Regions from separate parts of the Cricetulus griseus genome. Here region 2 is linked to region 1. A link is a contact called in public Hi-C data. All regions are on one chromosome and are shown on one strand. Each heading gives the region's core, a stretch centred on a gene start, on an enhancer-like site or on the middle of the called end of the contact. The rest is flanking DNA. Distances are from core to core; before and after follow the strand shown. Region 1 holds the start of Castor2 (cytosolic arginine sensor for mTORC1 subunit 2). Region 2 overlaps Rcc1l (RCC1-like G exchanging factor-like protein).

Region 1 (5,695 bases), core at 1,799-4,298:
GAGCCTTGTTTGTTTTGTTTCGTCACCTGCTAGTTGTTTTGTGATGCCATGCCTACAGGCACAATTCCTTCTTTCAGGTGCAGTTCTGACTGGCTGATACACAGCTACCTTAACCCTCGCTCCAACCAGAGCTTGTGTTGACTTTTAGGGCCCAGAATGCATTTGCCAGGAGGGAAAGAGGTGTTTCACAATGTAGCCCAGGCTAGCCTTGATGTAGCTGAGGATGACCTTGAACTCCTGATCCTCTGCCTCCCAAGTGCTAGGATTATATATGTACCACCAACTGAGTCATTTCTGTCTGGGCCTTCTAGACTTGTAGAGTGCATTGCAAAAGCATAAACTTCTGAGTGTATGTATTCCCTAGACATTGAATGAGTGACCTTCCCTCATACACCAGTTGCTATTGCTAACAGTGAGAATACAGCAGAGAATAGCCAAAAGTCATTGCCCCTTAATTTTTATCACATTTACTTATAGAGAGAGAACATACAGAAGCCAAAGGACAACTTGAGAAGTTGGTTGTCTCTTTCTACCAAGTGGGTCATGGGGATTGAACTCAGATCATAAAGATTGGCAGCACAGCAAGCCCCTTTACCTGCCAAGCCATCTCACCAGCCACCCAAATTATTGCTTTTATGGAACAGAGATTTTTAGGGTAGAGCAACAGATTCTTTCAGTAAGTTAGTTTGGGTTTTTCAAGACAGACCTTCATTATGTAGCCAAAGTCTGCCATGAATTCACTATGTAGCCCAGGCTGGCCCCCAACTAACAACAATCCTCCTGCCTAAACCTCCAAGCACTGAAATACAAATGTGTGCCTTCGTGCCCAGTATTTTATTTTATTTATTTACAGTGATGGGAATCAAACTTGGGGCCTTGCAAACACCAGGCAAGTGCTCTGCCACTGAGCCATGGTCTGTTAGGTGTGGCGGAGGCACACCCTCAATCGAAGAACTTGAGAGGCAGGAGCAGTAAAATCAAGAATCCCAGTCTAACCTGGGCTACAGGATACCCAGTCTCCAAAAATTCAGAAAACAAAAATAAGGGCTGGAGAGATGCCTTGGTGATTAAGAGAGAACCTGAGTTTGGATCTCAGCAGCCATGTCAAGTGACTCATGACCACCTGTATATAATTAATTCCAGCACCATGGATTCAATACCCATTGGGTCTTCCAGGGCACACATATCCCCAACACAGACACAACATATATACACAGAAACATAAATAAAAACAAATCTTTTCTAAAGTAAATAAGGGCCTGGCGAGATGGCTCAGTAGTTAAGAGAACCTGGGGATCAATTCCCAGCACCCAAAGAGCAGCTCACAACCACCTGTAACTCCAGTTCCAGGGAGTCTGACACTCTTCTAAACTCCCTGGGCACCAAAGCATGCTTGTGATGCACATACATACAGACAGACAGGCGAAACACCTATATACACAAAATAATGTCTTTTTTAAGTTTTTAGTTGAAGGAAAAGGAAAAAGAAGGCTGGGATTCCTCAATTAAGAGTGTTAGCCTAGTATGTACAAAGTCCTGGGTTCCATCCCTATCATGGCATAAACCAGACGTGGCACTGCACACCTGTAATCCCAGCACTCAGGAGACGGCAGCAAGAAGATCTGAGGTTCATGGTCGTTCTCAACTATATGAAGAGTTGAAGGATAGTACAAGATAAGTGAGACCCTGACTCAAAAACAAAATAAAAATAGAGCAATCAATTATTTATTTAAAGTGTGTGTGTGTGTGTGTGTGTGTGTGTGTGTGTGTATCAGAGGACAGCCTACAGGAGTCAGTTCTCTTCCTTCCAAGGTTTGGGTCCAGGAGATCTTCCTGAGGTCACCAGGCTTGGCAGCAAGTGTCTTTACCCACTGAGCCATCTCGAAGGTCAGTCTTCAGTGAAATTAAAGCAACAGAGGAATGGACAGGCTATGAGACACACTCGGTATGAGGAAGCATAATAAGCCCCTATCTAATAAAAAGGGACTAAGAATGTGAGATTGACAGTCAGGGCTCTCCCCCTCTCAAAAAAACAAAAACAAAAAACTCAGTTTCCTGCCCACCTCAGCAGGTAGATTTGACCCATTACATCCCCCAAAGTACTCTGCCAGAGGGCAAAAGCACTAGTCAGTAACTTTAACCTAAAGGATTTCAGAACCTAGTCAGCCATGAAAGGCGTGGGGGCAGGGGTGGGGGTATATTTGCTGAACAGGTTCCCCCAACAGCATGCGAGCCTGGGGTTAGAAACACTAAGGATGACTCTCATTCAGATTCAGGTCCACTCCCACCCCACCCCCGCACCCTCCCCTCTCCCCGAGATCCACAGTTACTTCAGCAGCTTTGCACCCATGATCCCAGAGACCCAGGTCCCGTTCCCGTGCCTGCCTTATCTCTCTCCTCCCTCACATTTTCCGCAGCAACAAAGCCAAACACAGTACCGTGGGGGCTTTCACGCTTCCGTGCGTTTGGACATGGTGTTCCTTCTGCCTGGAAGGCCGCGCAGCTCTCCCTCTGAACCACCGCCCCCCCGCCCCCCACCCCCGCCTGTGTGCTCTCATTCAGCCCTCAGCACCCTTCCACAAGGACCCAGCACCCTTCTCTATCTAATCCAAGCCTTGTCTTTTGCTCTGGCTTCGCTGCACGGCAATCACCGATTCCTCTAAATCTCTCCCCTGGCAGGCTCAGGCCTTCAACGCTGGAGTTGTTTGTGGAGAAAAGGGGTTGCTCTCTTGACACCCCAAAGAAAGAGCCTAATCCTGAGTTTGAGAGATGACAGAGCATGCATCTAAGCTTGGATCCGCTCTAAATGTCCTATGTGTCCCATAGGGTTCTTCTGTGACCCTGGGGAACCCCGAAATCTTGCATCCCGGGTGCACTGTGGCGCAACAGCCCAGCCCCCCTGGCTTGACATCAGCAAGCTGGAGTAGTCCAGGGGGAAGGGCCGCGTAAAAGCGTGAGCGTGAACTACAAATCCCGATACGCATCGCGTGGCCCCGAGGCCGGCGCCTGCGCAGCACGGGCCCGGCGTTTGAGTGGCAAGTTGTTTGTTACAGCGAACACCAGCTGCTGCTGCGCCGGGCGCCGCGCTCAGCCGGGCGCTGTTTGCTTGTCCACCCCGTAGCTCGCTGCACCCCGCAGGTCCTCCCCAGGCCTCCTTTTTTTGCAACTTGCCAAGCTTCCTTTTTCTGGATCGAATACAAATCAGCCCAGCCCCGAGCTCCGGGCCCCCTTCCCTGGGCCGGTTGCCCCAAGGCTTGGGGCACACAGGGGGCGGGGGCCGCTGCTCGTCCCCGTCCCCGTCCCCCCGCCCCCCCTCGCAACTCGGGCCATCGCGGATGATCCGCTGTGGAGGACCCCTGGGCGGACGATGGAACTGCACATTCTGGAACACCGGCTGCAAGTTGCCAGCGTCGCCAAGGAGAGTATCCCGCTCTTCACCTACGGCCTCATCAAACTTGCCTTCCTGTCTTCCAAGACCAGGTGAGAGAAAGGGAGTGTGGGGCGCGGGGATGGGGATGGGGGAGCGTGGCACCCGCCCCGGGACAGACAAAGAGGCGCACCCCGGGGGGACGCAGTGCAAAACAACTTCACCCCCCCCCCGAATCTCTGCCGTCCTCCTGCATCGGACAAAGCCACCCCTGTGCTCTCTAGTTGGGGGTCCCCTCCACCCAGATCCCCCCACCCCACTGCGCCTCCAACTGCTGCCACCAACACCCACCCACCCCCATCGCAGCCCCTTCCCTGAGATCTCTAGTAACCTCCACAAATGGCCTCTGTGATGCATCCGTGAATGAATGAATGAATGAATGAATGAATGAATGAACGAACGAACGAACGAATGAATGAAAAACAGGTGTGGGGATCCGGAGGTGGAAATTAACAAACTAAACACGCCCCATCCCCCCCCCCATCCATCCAACACCACCACTCCCCTCCTACTGGTTGGGCCGGCCCCCCTGTAGCCACTGGCAAGCGGGGAGGGAGGGCGCTGAGCTCGTCTACCCCAGAACAGAAAAAAAATCATAAAATCATTAGTAGATGTTTATCTCCAGGTGCCTGCGAAGGGAGGAAGGAGGTGCAGGCGGCGGGGGAGGGGCTGCAGGGCCAGGGTTGCTGATTTCTTTTCTCTTTGGGGGTCCAGCGAAGTGGGAGGGAGGGGGGATTTTGAACCATAGAAGGGGAGGAGCAGGAAGGCTGGGCTTGGATGTTGCAGAAGGGGAAAAAATTGTAGAAGGCCTTGAGAGGTAAGAAGAAAAAAAAATTAAATCTTGGATTTTTCCCATTGCTAGGTGTGCGTTTGACTTCATAAACTCCTGTTGGATTAGAATCCGGTTATCTTTTTTTTAATTGCCCTTTTCCTCCTGTGGAGTGGGAATTGGAGCAAGCTACGGTTAACTTAAACCTCATTTGATTACCATTATGATGGGGGGAGCAGTTAAAGAGAAGATGCTTCAACCTCTCTGCCAAAGGAATGAATACATTACAGGTCAAGATTAAGTTAAATTGACAGCAAACACACCCCCCTCCCTCCTTCCCTTCCCAGGCTGCCTTGTCTCCCTCCTGTGGTGTTGGGCTCAAGGGAGAGAACCTGTTAAAAGTTCTTGCCAGGGGACCTGACTTCAACAGCTTGGTCAGCGCTATTGTTTGGAAGATGAAGTCAGCTAGGTAGCTTTGTATCTATTTACTTTCTTCTCTGAGTGGGGACCGGGAGGTTTGAAATCTTTACCTCCCTAGCCGGAGGGTAGAGCCCCTTGCTCCTTGGATGGCCCCAGGTAAATCATTAAACAGGTCATTTGAAAACAAAGCTAACAGCTCAGATTCTGAACAAGCTTCCCCCTCCCCCCCACACACACACCCCCAAGTGCAAAACAGCCCCTCTCAATCATATACACTTGCCCTCTGCGCACCCTCCAGGCAATCCCTAGGACCCAGAGGCTGGAGGTGACAGATCTCCAACTTCTGGCCCCAACAGTCCATGACAGCCCTCTGGTTCCTCCTTTCTCAAGCTGGAGAAAAGGGGGCTCTTGGGGGGACTGGAAAAAGGCTGCCTGGCTGTCCCCTGTGCCTTGTTGAAGGGACTGGCCTTTTTATGGGCATCCCTTATCTACGACTCACGTGGTCCAAGTTTAAGGTCTCAGATTAAGACCCAGAGACAAGCTCACACTGACCACAGGGAAACCTTGTCCCCTTGTAAGGTGGGTACCCCTCCTCCCTTCCAGGGTAGGCCCAAGTGACCAGTGGCAAGATGACTGGGGGGGTCAAAGGTCACCTCCTTGTCTCCAGGCTCTGACTCTAGAAATCGCTGAGTATAGCCAGTCCTCAGACCGACTGCCCTTATGCACTCTGAGCCCAGGCGTGGCTTCATGTTGGAATCAGCACCAGAGGCCCAGGCCAGGTCATTGTCCTTTTCTATTTCTTTCTTTGTCCCTCCATGAAATGGACATAGAACAGCCTGGCCCACTTCTTTTTCAAGGAGCTGCTTGCTGGGGGTAGGTCATTCAATTCCTGTAAAAACAACTGTGCCCCAAATGGAATAGTGGTGGTGTATGGCTATTAACTTGTTTACAGCAGTGAGCTGCTTCTCCTCCACCACAGTGGTCCAGATTCCTGTTAGCACCTACCTCCCCAAAACGGGGCATCCCCAGAACATCTCACGGCCTGTTTAAAGGAAACAATCACTGTTTCCACAGGGCCA
Region 2 (5,695 bases), core at 1,275-3,774, 68 kb after region 1:
CACACACACATACTCACACTCACACACACACACACACACACACACACACACACACACACACACACAGAATCAAACTAAAACTGTGAGAGGGGAAGAAGTAGTCTAAAAGGATTAGGGAATGAATAAAAGAAAAAAGTAATTTTGTTTTTCAAATAAAGTACCACAGCTAGCTATATGACACACAAAAATCTATAATTCCAGCACTCAGGATACAAAGACCAAGCCAGAAAAATGGCACAGCTGGTAAAGGCTCTTGGCAACCCAAGTTCACATGGCAGAGAATCAATTCCCACAAACTGTGCTCTAACCTCCCACACACAGCGGGGCACATATGCATGGGATTTCAGGTGTGCATCACCACACCTGTACCAGGCTTTTTCTTTTGGGCCATCAACCAGTTCCCAAACCATGACATGGAAACTTCTTATTAGTTATAAATGCTTGGCCTACCTTAGGCTCCTTTCTGGCTAGCTCTTTAACTTAAAATAACCTATTTCTCTTTATCTACCTTTTGCTTGGGAGCTTTTCACATTTGCCTTTCTTTTTTTCTTCCTTCTTCCCTTCCTTCCTGTGTATCTTACTTTCACTGCTTCTTGTGTCTGGCTGCCTGGCAGCTGCCTGGCTTCTTGCCCCAAACACATCCCTCGTTCTCTCTTCTCTTCCTCTCTTTTCTCTCTTTCTTCTCCCATTTATTTTCTATGCCCACCAGCCCCGCCTATCCTTTCTCTGCCTAGTTATTGGCTGTTCAGCTTTTTATTAGACCAATCAGGTGCCTTAGGCAGGCAAAGTGAAACAAATGTAACACATCTTTGTAATTAAACAAATGTAACACATTTAAATAATATTCCCAGTTAAAATAATATTCCACAACAACACCTGGCTTCAGCCCTTGAGGTTTTGTTTTGGGGTTTGTTGTTGTTTTGATTTTTTTGTTTTTCAAGACAGGGTTTCTCTGTGGCTTTGGAGGCTGTCCTGGAACTCACTCTGTAGATCAGGCTGGCCTGGAACTCAGAGATCCGCCTGCCTCTGCCTCCCAAGTGCTGGGATTAAAGGCGTGCGCCACCACTGCCCAGCCAACCCTTGAGTGTTTGATATGTAGCCCAGACTGGCCTCAAACTCAAGCTCCTCCTCCCTTAGTCTCTCCCTTGCTGGGATTAGAGGCATACACCAACACAGCCCTCTTTATTTGCTGTTGTAGTTTATGGTAAGGATACCTGCTTACTTTTATCCTTCCGGCTCCTGTGGAATCCAAGCTGAGAATCTTTGTTGAGTCCCATACCCCAGACTTTCGTAACATCCTTGGTTTTAGAGGACAGCAGAGTGAATCCATAGCCACAGGCAGCAGAGGTAATCTGAAAAAGAGTTCCCACAATGCACCATGGACTGATTTGTGATGTCAATCCTTTCAGCAAATGGTGACAAGCTGGGGCTGGAGAGATGGCACAGTGACTAAGAGTGCTGACTGTTCTTCTAGGAGACCTTGGTGCAATTCCCGGCACCTACGTGGCAGCTCACAACTGTCTGTAACTCCAGTTCTAGGGGATCTAACACCTTTATACTAATGCACATAAAATAAAGTTAAACAAATTAAAAAGAAAGTGACAAGCTATTTACATGCACTCATGTACTTCCCACAATGAATGGGCTTCATCCCTCATCTGCTATGCTAGACCATGTTTTTATTTCTTCTCCTGTACACACATGCCACGCGCTGGGCATTTTCATCTCACCCACCAGGGCACAGTCCAGCATGGCAGTTGACAGCCCACACCTTTGTTCAGTCTTTCACCTAAACCATCATTGGCCCTCACTTTCACTGACTGGGGGAACTCAACTTGGGATGGACACCTACCTCACTTCTGGTAGGAGCGTTAATTCTAGTTGGGGCCAGAAGTAACCCAAGCCCGGGGTTCATTCTAAAATCAACCATCTCCACACCACCCAGAGCAACTACACCCCCTGCTAGCAGGGGTTGCCCTCAATTTTACACTTGATGTCCCCATGTCCTCTCTATTATACATTATTAACTCCTCAGCCTAGTGTCACCCCACTATCCCTCTGCTGCTGAATTTACCAGAGACCCACCGACTTCCTCAGAGAACCCCTGTGAACCTCACTACATCCAAAACAAAAATGCCAGAGTAACACTCTTCATAACCCTCCTGCCCCAGCCTCCTAACTGCTGCCATTGCAGAAGTGTGGCCAGGAATATTCTTTTTTTTTTTTTTTTTCCTCGAGACAGGGTTTCTCTGTGTAGCTTTGGAGCCTGTCCTGGCACTCGCTCTGGAGATCAGGCTGGCCTCGAACTCACAGAGATCGGCCTGCCTCTGCCTCCCGAGTGCTGGGATTAAAGGTGTTCGCCACCAACACCTGGCCTCTTTTTTTAATTATAGCTCTTTCTTTTTAATTAGTATTTTTATTTATGTGTCTGTGTCTATGTGAGCATATCCACACATGCATGCGGGTACCGTCAGAGACCAGAGGGGTGCTGGGTTTCCTGGAGCTAGAGTTACAGTTAGTTAACTGTGAGTCACCCCTCTGGGCTGCTGGGAAATGAACTCAGATGCTCTTCAGCAGTACACATTGTTAACTGCTGACCCATCTCCACAGCTTCTTAGCTAAATATGTTTTTAAAATTTGTTACCAGGGGCATGGACTCTGTGATGTCCTGAGGTCTACTGAGAGCATGATAAATATGGTTGATAACAATATGCTATATTTTAAAAGTTTGAGATAGTATGCTTTAAGTGTTCTCAAAACAAAAATGATGAATATGTGTGATATGTTAGTTGGTTTAATTTAGCCATGCCATTGTGAACATACTGTATTGTGTATCATAATTGTACATGACTTTACTTATGAGCTAAATAAATGAATGGAAAAAAAATTGTTGCCAGGTGGTGGTGGCACACACCTTTGACCCCAGCATTTGGGAAGCAGAGGCAGGTGGATCTCTATGAATTCGAGGCCAGCCTGGTCTACAGGGTAAGTTCCAGGACAGTCAAGGCTACAGAGAGAAATCCCATCTTGGAAAAAAAAAAAAAAAAAACTTAGAAAAAAATTGTTGATGCTTTAATCATGTCATTCAAAAGTGACATGTCAGCAGGGCAGTAGTGGCACGTGCCTTTAATCCCAGCACAGGCAGAAGTAGGCAGATCTCTGAGTTTGAGGCCAGCCTGGTCTAGAGAGCAAGACAGCCAGAATGGAACAAAGTGACATGGCCCTCTTTTCACCTTGTGACAGTTTCCCTTCTAGGATTCATTCAAAACATCTATACCACCATCCTTCTGCTCAAAACACTTCAGTTTCTAGCTTCCTAGAGCCACCACATTTCTATTTTTTTATGTATACAGTGTTCTGCCTGCATGTATGCCTGCAGGCCCCAAGAGGGCACAAGAACTCATTATGGATGGCTGTGAGCCACCATGTGGTTGCTGGGAATTGAACTCAGGACCTCTGGAAAAGCAGCCAGGGCTCTTAACCTCTGAGTCATCTTTCCAGCCCTCTTTTTTTTGTTGTTGTTTTTTGAGACAGAGTTTCTCTGTGTAACAACCCTGGCTGTCCTGAAATTCGCTCTGTAGACCAGGCTGACCTCAACCTCAGAGACCCATCTGCCTCTGCCTCCCAAATTCTGGGATTAAAGGCATGCGCCACCACCACTGGGCGAGCCACCATCCTTCTGATATGGCTTGAGATCCACAGAGATGACCTACTTGGGCAGCTGAAGCTAACTGGACTGCATGAGAGGAAACAGAAATGATTCAGGTTCAGTTCCCAGCACCATGTGCTGCTCACAACTGTCTGTAACTCCAGTTCCATGGGATCCGATGCCCTCTCTGGCCTCTGTGGGCTCCAGGCATGCAAGCAACACACACACACACACACACACACCAAAGCCAAAAAACTATAGATCTAAAAATGATGCCCAGAACCAGACAGTGGTGGAACACACTTTTAATCCCAGAACTCAAGAGGAACTCTCTCTCTCTCTCTGAGAGTTCGAAGCTGGGCTGTTACACAGAGAAATCCTGTGTCAAAAAAAAAAAAAAAAAAAAAATGCCCAGCACACTAAGATTCTCATGCTTAGTGATACCTGTTTATTTAACACTCAAATATTTGATGGGTGCATGGTATCATTAATCTGTTCACTTGTGAAAAGCTTTGAACAGTATCTAAAAGTGCCAGCTAGTGAGAGCCTGACAGGATGACATACCAGGAGAGGACTCCAGCCACAGTCTTAAGAAGAGGTTCACAGATGTCTTCCAACAAGCAAGAATTATACTAAACTAGGCTGGGTCTGGTGGCACACACCTGCAACCCCAGCATGGAGGACACTGAAGCCAGGGATACAACTCTAAATCAGTCTGGACTACACACTTGGGTTACATATCAACACTCTCTCTCAAAATAAAAATAAAAAATTTAGCATTTACTAATTCAATTTAATACTGTACTAAATCAAGCAAGGAAAAGAAGCATCTGATTAGAAACAAGGATATAAAGCTACCTCTATCTTCAAGACCAGCCTGGTCTACAAGAGCTAGTTCCACGACAGCCTCCAAAGCCACAGAGAAACCCTCTCTCAAAACACAAACAAAACAAAACAAACAAACAAAAAATACCTCTATCCACAGGCCTCCTAAACATAGAAAACACTAAAAAAATCACAAAAAAATCTGTAAGCACAGGGGCTGGAGCCAGGTCTGATGAAGAATGCCTTTAATCCCAGCACTTAGAAGGCAGAGTTGGGTTATCTCTGTGAGTTCGAGTCCAGCCCGGTCTACAAAGTGACTTTCACAACATCCAGAGCTACATAACAGAGACCCTGCCTTGAAAAACAAAGCAAAACAAACAAACAAACAAACAAAAAAGAGAACAGGTTGGAGAGGTGGGTGGCTTAGTGGTTAAGAGCACTTCTAGTCCTTTCAGAGGACGGGGTTTGACTGCCAGCACCTACCATGGAGGCTCACAACTATAGCAGGATTTCTTTTGGGCCACCAACCAGCTCCCAAATCATAACACAGAGACCTATTATTAGTTATGAGACCTATTATTAGTTATGAATGCTCGGCCTTATATAAGCTAGCTTGCCCCCCTAGCTCTTAAAACTTATTATAACCTATTTCTCTTTGTTTAGGTTTTTTTTTGTTGTTATTTGGTTTGGTTTTTTTTTTAGATTTTATTTATTTATTTTCTATGGTCTTCTGCCTGCATGCTAGCAGAGGGCACCAGACCTTAAGGTGGTTGTGAGCCACCACGTGGTTGCTGGGAATTGAACTCGGGACCTCTGGAAGAACAGTCAGTGCTCTTAACCTCTGAGCCATCTCTCCAGCCCTGTTTTTTGGTTTTTTGAGACAGGGTTTCTCTGTGGCTTTGGAGGCTGTCTTGGAACTAGGCCAGGCTGGCCTTGAACTCATGGAGATCCACCTGCCTCTGCCTCCCCAGTGCCACCAACGCCTGGCTTCATTTACGGGTTTTGCTTCCAGGTTTTTTTTTTTTACCTTCTTTCATTCTGTACATCCTACTCTGCATCTGGCTGGCTGGCCCTAGGCATCTCCCCTCGTGGTCTTTCTCTCTTCTCTCCTTCTACTTATTCTCTCTGCCTGACAGCCCTCTACTGCCTAGCTATCAACCAACCATTCAACTTTTTATTAGACCAATCAGGTGCCTTAGGTAGACAAAGCAACACATCTTT

Evidence for each region. A called contact is a pair of places that touch in the nucleus more often than the background predicts.
Region 2: a contact with region 1 is called in a Hi-C map of fibroblasts, with 4 times the contacts expected there. The contact joins the enhancer-like site here to the promoter of Castor2 in region 1. A contact is called at or near these places in 3 of 8 Hi-C or Micro-C datasets (the CHO-K1 cell line and fibroblasts).

What each region holds. Positions count from the first base shown.
Region 1 is chr4:113,195,355-113,201,049 of CriGri-PICRH-1.0, forward strand. It overlaps Castor2 (cytosolic arginine sensor for mTORC1 subunit 2), which reads left to right and starts at 3,049. Exons shown (of 9, transcript XM_027416102.2): 1 at 3,049-3,480. The coding sequence starts at 3,368.
Region 2 is chr4:113,264,152-113,269,846 of CriGri-PICRH-1.0, forward strand. It overlaps Rcc1l (RCC1-like G exchanging factor-like protein), which reads right to left. Exons shown (of 10, transcript XM_027416104.2): 2 at 1,223-1,352. Among named protein-coding and RNA genes, the nearest start is that of Rcc1l, 5.1 kb to the right of the region's middle. Within about 2 kb of position 2,525, at least 2 of the 6 cell types and tissues checked have open chromatin away from gene starts, as enhancers often do. A contact at or near this core is called in the CHO-K1 cell line and fibroblasts, where this site is marked.